Regions from separate parts of the Oryctolagus cuniculus genome. Here region 2 is linked to region 1. The links are chromatin contacts, called in public Micro-C maps. All regions are on one chromosome and are shown on one strand. Each heading gives the region's core, a stretch centred on a gene start, on an enhancer-like site or on the middle of the called end of the contact. The rest is flanking DNA. Distances are from core to core; before and after follow the strand shown.

Evidence for each region. A called contact is a pair of places that touch in the nucleus more often than the background predicts.
Region 2: a Micro-C map of ear pinna shows a contact between it and region 1, with 1.9 times the contacts expected there. The contact joins the enhancer-like site here to the promoter of GAB1 in region 1. A contact is called at or near these places in 2 of 6 Hi-C or Micro-C datasets (ear pinna and psoas muscle).

What each region holds. Positions count from the first base shown.
Region 1 is chr8:21,238,744-21,243,582 of mOryCun1.1, forward strand. GAB1 (GRB2 associated binding protein 1) reads right to left here and starts at 1,998. Exons shown (of 10, transcript XM_017347322.3): 1 at 1,866-1,998. The coding sequence starts at 1,937.
Region 2 is chr8:21,286,731-21,291,569 of mOryCun1.1, forward strand. No RefSeq gene overlaps it. Among named protein-coding and RNA genes, the nearest start is that of GAB1, 48 kb to the left of the region's middle. Within about 2 kb of position 2,126, at least 2 of the 8 cell types and tissues checked have an H3K27ac peak or open chromatin away from gene starts, as enhancers often do. A contact at or near this core is called in ear pinna, where this site is marked.

The sequences.
Region 1 (4,839 bases), core at 748-3,247:
TTCATGCCCAAAATGCCTGTGACAGCCAGCGCTGGGTCAAGCTGAAGCCAGGAGCACAGAATGCAATCCAAGTCTCCCATGTGGGTGGCTGGGACCCGAGACCTGAGCCACTATCGACTGCCTCCCTCAGTGCCCAAGAGTAGGATGCTGGATCAGAAGTGGAATAGCAGGGACTCAAGCTGGGTACTCAGATATGGGAGGGAAGCTCAAACAGCATCTTAACTGTTCCACCAAATGCATACAAATATAAATATATATATATTTACTTTTTTAGTCCTTTTAAAGATACAATCTTTTCGGTTGATTTTCTTCCTGGTTACTATTATCTTAAACTGCAAGCGTAAGAGGCAAGGCTTTTTCCTATAGGATTTCCTAACCTTATGGTTGGTGCCTAGTACAGTCTTGATGTCTTTTGAGTGAGTCATGAAGCAACCATGCAAAAGAAAGCATTAAACTCCACTACCACTAGCGAGTTGCGTGTTACTCTTTAGTTCTCCCAAGAACCTCATCTCTTAGGTCCATGTCTTTCCTAAACTGTGCCTTCTCAAAACAAACATATCTACCTTCCAACTCCTCCTCTCTGTCACCCATGAAAGCTTCTCTTCAGAACTGAAAGCTAAAACAAACACAAAGCAAACAACCCTGCCCCTGCCTCTCTCAAATTTTTAGCATCAAGTGTGTGCATCTTTACCAAAATATTCGGGCAAACTATGATAGACAGAGCCAGGATTTGGAAGCGAGTCCCTCCGCAAAATTAGCTGTCCATAACAAACGGAAAGTAAACCAGAAACTCACTGGGGAGCTGTCAGTGAAGTTAAATATCACACTTCACTCTCTGCTATGCAAGTAAACAGTGACTAACAGGATTAACCGGAGCTCCATACCAACTGTAGATGTTCTTTAAAAAAAAAAACAAAAAAAAACAGGTTCCATCCACGCAGGTAGTGCCTCAAGCTTACGGGAGCATTTGTTTTGCTTTTGAAAACACAACTTACAGAAAGTCATGTTTCTCCAGATGCCAGGACAGAAGTGTCATTTCTTCCCTTTGCAGGGGCCAGCGACCAACGAACCAATGGGGAGGAGGAATACCAGAGCCCTTTAGAGGACAGGGATTCCCACTACAGTGAGGCGGAGTCTTTCAAGGAATATTTCTCCCAATAGCTACGACGACTTGACACACAGTGTGCGTCTCGTATCTATTACACAAATACCATGTAAGCCACTCCGGTGCCCTGGGAAGGGACTGCAACACACAGAAATCCCTCGTGGCTTCAGCGGGGCATGACAGCGCGACCAAGGCGCCCAAACACCAGCCACTAGGCTCCCCCCAGCGCACGCAGCCGCCAAGGTTCTCGGGCCAAACCCCAGTGCCTCTCAATTCCAACCGCGAAAATGCGAACCCTGCTCGGCCAACGCCAGGGCGCCTAAGAACTTTGCTTTTTCTACGCCTTTTGCAGGTCTCTCCTATCAATGTCGCAGGTCCGCCTGGAGGGGCAGGAGCCGGGAGCGTGGACTAAAGGGAGGAGGGCTGGGGGCAGTTTTCCTAGTGCGCGAAATGTGGGGGCACAGCGGCGGCTATCAAGAAAGGTGACCGCCCCTCTCGTCGTGGCCCCCTACCCCGGCTAAAAGCAAGAAGGAAACCAGGCAGCGGCGCTCAGCTGGAAACGCCGGGCCCTCCGAGGGGACGCCGAGGCCCGCGAAGCAGGGCCGGCTGGGATCCAAAGCAGCAAAGTTGCTGGCCAAGTGGAACCAGGGCGAGCGTGAACAGCACCCGGTCCCGAGGCTGCCAGGGGCCGGGGGGGAAAGAGGCCGAGATGGGCGGCCCCGAGGAGGGGTGTGGGCGCGGCGGCCGGGGCTCTACTTACATAACGCTTCAACTTTTTCTCCGGCGGGGACTTGCGGAGCCATCCCGAGCAGACCACTTCGCCGCCGCTCATGGTGCCCGATCGAGAGCCCGGTGGGCGCGCTCCCGACACAGCCGACACGCACCCCGGGCCGTCGGGGCTGGCCGGCTCCGCGGCTCGCTGGCCCGGCGCGATCGAGCCTCTCTCCTCCTCAGGTCAGCAGGCGGGAGCGCAACGTGAGCCGCGGTTTCCGCGGGGCCGAAGGCGCGCCGGCCTCCTTTCAGTGCGCCCACCTCGGGGTCCCGCCGGCCGCCGCTTCAAGCAGCGTTTGGGCTCCGCGGGACTCTGCCCGGACACGGAGCCGGAGCCTCGGGCCCCCTGCGCTCCGCCCCCTGGGAACAGGACCTCCGCCAGCAGCTTTCCGAAACAAGACAGCAATGCACAGGCACACACACAATGCCCAGTCCCGCGCGTCCGCTCTCGGTCTCGGTGCGCCCGGCGCGATCTCCTCCTTCCCTCTTCCCCGGAGGAGGGCGGGTCGCTGCTCCGCGGCGCCCGGGCAGCCGAGAGGAAAAGGAAAAAGCCGCGAGGCTCCCGCGGGCAGCGGACGCAGGGCAGGTCCCGCGCCGGCGAGGGAGCCGCCGATTCTGAGGCGAAGAGCGAGCGGGCGGGCAGGCGCAGGGGAGTCGGGCGCTTGAGAGGTCGCGGGTCCGGGCGGAGGGTGGGTCCACTCTCGCGGCCGCCGCGGAGGGCGGGGAGCGGCGGAGGAACTGGGCGCTCGGCGGCGCGGCTCCAGGGAGGGATCCCACTGTCCCGTCCCCTCGCGCTCCTCCCCCGCCGCCTCCCCCACCCCGGGGCGCGCGGCTCCGCGCCCGCTCCCGCTCCCTCCCTCTCCGGCCTGCGAGCTCCCTCTTCCTCCGCCCCTTCCCACGGTCGGGCCCAGCTCCGTTGTGTGCCCAGACTTTCTCTTAAACTCCGCCGGAGCGCTTCCAGCCACAACAACAAGGGCCAGGGAGGAGGAGACCGACGGAGGGAGGGAGGGGACGAGGGAGGGAGGGCGCGGGAGTCCGAGAGGCACCCTGGGATCTGTAGTTCGGGGAAGCTGGAGCAGGGTCCCCGGCCGCCCCGCGGCCCCCAGCCGGCTCCCAGCCCGGGAAGGCGGCGGAGGCCTGGGCCGAGGGCGACGCCGCGGGGGCTCGGCTGCGGGGCGGAGCGAGGGACGTCCGAATGTCCGGTCCTGGGTTTGCCATCTTGACTGAGTCCAGGTGTCAGTTGGGAATCCAACTGGTGCCAGCGATCAGAAGTTTTGTTTTTTTTTTCTTTTGGAGGTTGCGGGGCGGGGGTGGGGGGTGGGGTGCACTACTTGACAGCCTGAAAAGAAAACCGGCCTGGAGGGAGGCAGCGATGCCGCGCACCGCAGCCGCTCGGGACTGAAGGGCTGGGACCGCAGGGCGAGGCGCGGGGGAGCGCGCCATGGCGACCAACCTGCAGGCGGAGGACCGAGGGGACCCACCGGGGTTGGCGCGGGGTGGCCTCGGTGGAGTTCTGTTGGAGGGCTGGAGGCGCTGAGCGGGGCCACAGGACATGAATGGGTCTGACTCTGGGACATCCTAGACTCCCTCCGATTGGTGCCTGTGCCCTCCACTTGCCTCCGTGCCTCAAAAGTGGACCCCCGGGATGTTGGCTAGAAGACGGAGCCTTCCTGGGTGTCCAGGTTCTGTTTGCCTCTGGGCGTGAATTTAACATGATCCTGTAACAGAAATCTTTTCCGATTATTTATGAAAAGCAAAGCCCCCGTACACACTTTAGAAGATAATGTAATCAAAGTGCTAAAAACACGAGGAGATAAAGGAATATGTCTGGGAAAAAATAGCTTTTTGTTAACATCATTTTCGGATTTAAGAGTCCCACTGAGTTTGAAATGTTATACACTGGGGTAAGAAATGGGGTGACAAGACATAGATCCTGCGTACATGGAAGTGGTGGCGTAGGACGGTAAACAAAGGTCAGCAAATCCACAGTTTGGAATAAACGTGTGCTCTGAGGAAACACACAGGGCAAGCAGAAACAGCGGTGGTGGCACTGGGATAGGATGAGAGGGTTGTCTTCTTCAAGGAAGTATTTTACCAGAGATTTGAAAGATGAAAGGGGGGCTCAACTTCTGTTTTGTGGATAAGTAAAGGGAAAAACGTAAGCAGGTCTTGAAAGAGAAGGAAGCAGCAAGAGGGTTACTTTATAGTGAGCCCAAGTGGCAGTGGTGTGGGAGGGAAGCAACTGAATTGTGCAAGCTGTCGCCCCCTAAGCTGATCAGAGATGCCTCCATTGCACTGTTTAAGCGGGCTTCCTCCTTCCCTATTATTCTCATTAGAATAATATCCCCTACACTGTCCAGCAATGTCCAAGAATACCCAGACAATACAGATGGTAAAGTAACCCAGTAAGTTATCAGAAAATAAGGCTGGCGTTCTAATGCTATCTTCCACTTATAGAGAGAGCATCATTACTAGAAAACACATCTGAAGAGATCTGGTTCTGTTGGCCTTTAGGGGCTTTCATCTTTTGGCAGGTACTTCAGAGTATGGCCAGGACTAAGCTTCTTCCAGACCTGGTTTCATTTCTCCAGTCACCCGTGTAGAGTCGTGACCTTGGGCAAAGTACACAATGAATTTCAGTTTCCTGATAGGTGAAATGGACCTGGCAATACTGACTTTACAGAATTTCAATGAAAATTCGACATCATAGAATTTTAAATGCTGGGCGTGTAGATGTTGGAGGGTTTTGCTGCATGTTAGGACATCAGTAAGTGTAATTTTTATGGAAGTTAATAAACCAAAGCAATTCTTTTAATGTATGTGAACATAGGTCATCCCACAAAAGTCCTCCAAATGAAAATAAATCATCAGATACTCCCACAGGCAGTGTGTACACTGAATTAAAAGTAATTAGAGTTAGCATTAGCATTGGTAAGACCAGTCCTCTGTTGGACAGTTAACTG
Region 2 (4,839 bases), core at 876-3,375, 48 kb after region 1:
AACCAGTTATTTTTGGGAAAATTATAAAGTGACTGCTTTAGCGGATTTTTAAAAAATTGATTTAGAACATATATTACAATGTTTGTTTTGCAGTTACTGTAATGAATAATGTTTTATTTAGCAGAAAAAAAAACTTGTTCTAGGTTCAAAATTCACTGAAAGTCCTTCCTATAAAATACAGATATATCTTTGAATAGTTGAACTTGTCATTAAAGTGCTAAAAATTTCTCAGATAATATTTTACTCTCATTTCACAAGTTGAACCGAGGTACATGGAAGTATTGGAAGTACAGGGTACATGAAAAAGTTCATAGGAAAATGGATTTAATAGACAGTGCATATTTTTCATGTACTTATGGAACACCCCTCTTATTGGTAAGAAGGGGTTAATTTCTTGGCTAGGAATGTTTACCTCCAAGACTTTTATGAGATGGATTTCTTCGTGTACAGAACAGAGGACACTGGTACAATTAAATGGGCTTTATGACCTTGGATGGGAAATCACATCAGGCTTCTGGAAAACTCAGGAGCTGGAGGGGAGCTCTGTTGATAAAGGAGATAATATGGGCTTTGGATGGTAGAAGTTGAGCAGGAAAGGGAAACTGGGAGACGGGGTCGTGTAAACCCCGCATCACCTACCTTATAATGTTATCCAAGGACCTGGTAGTAGGAATCACTTCTTGACGTTGAGAAAAACCTGGAAATTATTTATTTCTCACTCAGTGTCTGAGTGGTTGAAAATAAATTAGTGTAGAGCTGTTTTGAATTTTCCCCTTTCCTGTAGGTAATTAGAGGGATCTGGTGGAGAACACAGTGACTTTGAAGTGAAATGGGCTCTGGTCTTTATTCTGGCTCTACCACTAATGTGCTCTGTGATGCTGGGTATAGGACTTAATCTCCCTGAGCGCATTTTTCCTCGTGTTTTATAGAAGACCCTGCAATATTCCCCATCTCGCAGGATTGATGTGAGATCTACATAATTGTTTGAAAGTAAGTTTAGGAAGCAAGCAGGAAATTTTCAGAAAATACTGTATTTCTTTCCCACAATGCCTCATTTCGTATTGGAATTTTGCATGGACAGGCTCAGAGTGCAAAGCAGGACAACAGGGCTGTTCTTGACAGGGTCCTCCCGAGCTCATCAGCAGCCAGCACCTCCCGGGCTCCAAGGCTGACTCATTCTCTCAGGGGACCAGGGAGCAGAAGAAATGGTTTTTGGTTGGCTGCCCACTGGAGCAGAGCCTCTCCAGAGCTGCCCCAAGCCCAGGGCGTTTTTCTGGAATGGGCCCAGCCATGAATGGAAGAGACCTGGCTTCTCTGTGTTTGGCTGGCTTTGGAGTTTCCACAGAATCCTGCCAGGGTCCTTCCAGAGCCCTGCCAGAGGTGAGATGCCATTCCCCTCGTCCTCAAAGCAGTTATGTTAATTAATCAAGACGTTTGGAATAGGACTTCTCCCAGTAGAGGATATTTCCCACAAACATTCCAGACTGGAATATAGCTTCCAAGAAAAAAATATTTTAAATGTCCTAACCCCTAAAACTTTATAAATTATCGTTCAAGCTAGAAGCAGTGACGATTTGTATGTGTTTCTAAATAAATGTCATTTGAGGTTAGAAAAAATCAATAGTTATCCTAGCAACCATCTAGTGCATTATAGAATTAACTTTAGCTTCTCTAATTTGCATGGTTAAAATCATTTTCAGAAACCATGAGTCTAAAGAGGAAAAGGAATCCAAGAGTTATTGTGTGTCAGTGTGTTGATCATATTTGTGTCTGTTTCTCTGGGATGGTCAAACAGTTCTATGATATTTTTAGTAGATGTGTTCATTTCTTTATTTGATTGTAAATATTTTTGCAAAATGTCATTCATCTGGCAAGCATGTGACTAGCAACCCATGAATGGCACATCTAAGCTTAAGGTTAAACCTTCTACAGAATGAAGATCAAAAACTGGGTCAGCATGACAGGGGCTGTAGTTTCTTGGGGAGGAGGAGATTAACATTTTTTTCTCTGCTGCTTGGAACATTCGTTGGAGGCAAGTGGCAATTATTTGGCTTTTCAGATAGTTAACTTGCTTTTACTTTTCTTTTCTTGCCATGCGGCTAGTGCAGTGAAAGATGGGTTGAGATAGCCTGTCAATTAGAAAAGAAACCCAGACCTTTGCGAAAGGGAGAGGCTGGGTGGATGTTTTTGCCCTTGTGTGGAAGTGCTATGTCAGAGCTGCAAACAACGCCTGAGTGTAGGTTAACAGAGATTCTCAAAGTGTGGCTGTATTTGTCTGTCTTTATTACTTTAACTAGAGTACCCAAGTGGAGCTGATAGGGTGACAGATACTCAGCTGGGTAGACAGGGACCAGGGTGGGTCCTTCCTGCTCTCTGGACGTGAGCCCTGGAAGAAATGAGGGAAATCAAGTAATTGACTTCCATGATTGGAGACTGAACTTTCACCCAATTACCATAGCCAAGAACCAATCAGAACAGTCACTACATAGTTTCTCATTTGCATCTTTCCCAGACCAACCATGAGCACTTCCCCTTTCTGGTCCTAAAGGAGATCTAGGCAGGTTCTCCTAACAGCTACCCTGTCCTCAGAACCCCTCCTGGTGCTGCTGGGAACTTATTCTTTCACTTAATAAACTTTGTGCATGTGCCTCATCCTTCATGATCATGAGACAGAGAACACAGCAGAGAGTAAGTGGTGTAACACAAAAAAGCTGTGACACTTCTAAAAATTCAGTGGAAAGAAAAACCTGCGACAGAAATTCTTGGTAAAGAAAAGGCTTATTTCAATTTATAATTTTGAGGTTATAGTTCAGGACTGGGCAACCCCATAGTTGGTGTCTGTGGCAGCTGGACATGGCACATACAGAGGAACAGTCTTAGATTAAGCTAGGAGGCAGAGAGAGCTAAGCAGAACTAGAAGTCAAATCATCAACCCTCTCATAAGAACTAGCCTCCAAGGGAATGCCCCCAATGACTTAAACACCTCCCACCAGACTCACTTCTCACATGCTTTACAATTGTCCACCCTTAAACCACTAACCATTGATGTTAAGAGACTATTAAGAGATGTTCAACGTCTATGTGAATTTTGGGGAGACAAGACCTACTCAACCCACACAATTCTGCCCCTTGCTCCCCAGACTTGTATCCTTATTGCATGCAAAACGCAATCAATTCCACCCCAAAAGTCCCAAATGCTTAACTCTGATGAATATTAATTTAAAAGTCCCTTTTCCATAATCTCATCAAGGTGTTCTCTGTCTGGCATCTTCATGCTTTGTTGAGGGCTGGGATCCCAGAGATTTGGGCAGCCTTGCCCTTACAGCTTTGCTGGTCACAGCCAGTGTTTCAGTCCTTGCAGATGCAAGTCTCATATTTGCAGCTCCACGAGGCATTGCCCTAGCAGGGGCTCCTTGTAGTGACTCTTCCCTTGGAATTGAACTCTGTTTAGATTCCCTGTTTTTCTGAAACACCTTTGGAAATCTAGGGGTAAGCCGCCATACCTCCCCCGCCTTATTGGTCTTTGCCCACACGGCTGCTCTCTGAAGAGCACTCTAATACTTCTGGCTTTCCCAGGCTGTTCTGCCCCACTCTTGTAGCTTCCCATGCCTCCTGTTTGGTGGTGCCTCTGTTTTTTGGGAGGGGGCGGTTTCCTCTGCAGCTCCCCTCTCGCAGCTCCACTACACGTTGTTCCGTGCATGGACTCCTGCCCTGCAGCATCCCTCTGCTGGGCCTCCCAGGCTTTCCTTTGGAATCTCAGTGGCGGTTGCCAGGACGCCACAACGCTTGGATTCTTCATACTTGCAGAAACAGCACCACGTGGACAATAACAGTGTCTTCCAGCTACAGGAGCCTGGCTTGGGCATGGCAAGCCAGACTCTGGAGAGAAGAGTGCCCAAGGATTCCTTCCTGAAAGGAGTCCACCTTAGATCTGTGATCATCTGATGGACCTGTGATAGGAAAGCCCCAAAGATCTCTAAAATGTCTTCGGGGTCTTTCTTCTACTGTCTTATTCATTAACACGTGGCTCTCTTTGCCTAAACTTCTCCCTTTAGTAAACAGTTTCTCTATGGTGTTTTCCTGTCCACAAAACATGACTTTGTCTTCATTTCTCTTCTGGCTAATGTGCATCTTTTTCCAAATCTTCCATCTGAAGATATTTTGTTCCTTTTTGCTCCTGACTCTCTCTGAAAAGCTTACTAGGAGAAGCCACTAACATTCATGCTGCAGCTGGAACACTTGGCTGCCCTAAAATTTTCTTCTAACAAACAACTGAATCCACTGTCTTTAAATGCAATTTTGCACCAGATCTCAGGACGTGAACACAATACAATCAAGTTCTTTGCCACCTTGTAACATGGTGATCTTCAGTCCAATTCTCAATAGAATTCTTATTTCTCAGTGAAACCTCATCAGCATGGCCTTTACTGTCCATATTTGTACCATCATTCTGGTCTCCTGCCCCCTCATCAGAATTGTTCTTTACACTCTGCTTAAATCATGCTAAGCTTTCCCTAGACTTCTCCAAATTCTTCCAAGCTTTCCTAGCAAACCAATTCCAATGGGTCTCCCACATTTTCAGGTATAGTTATTGTAGTGATGCTACTTCTTGGCACCATTTTTTTTGTATTTGTCTGCTTTTGGCTACTTTAACTAAAACACACAAGAGGAGCTTCTTGGTAAAGAAAAGGTTTATTTCAGCTTTACAGTCTGGAGGTTGCAGTTCAGGATCAGGCAGCCTCGTGGTCTGGCATCTGTGGAGGCTGGTCAATGGTGGGTGCAGGGGAACAATCATATGGTGAACTAGGGAGCAGAGACAGCCAGGCAACATTTCGACCC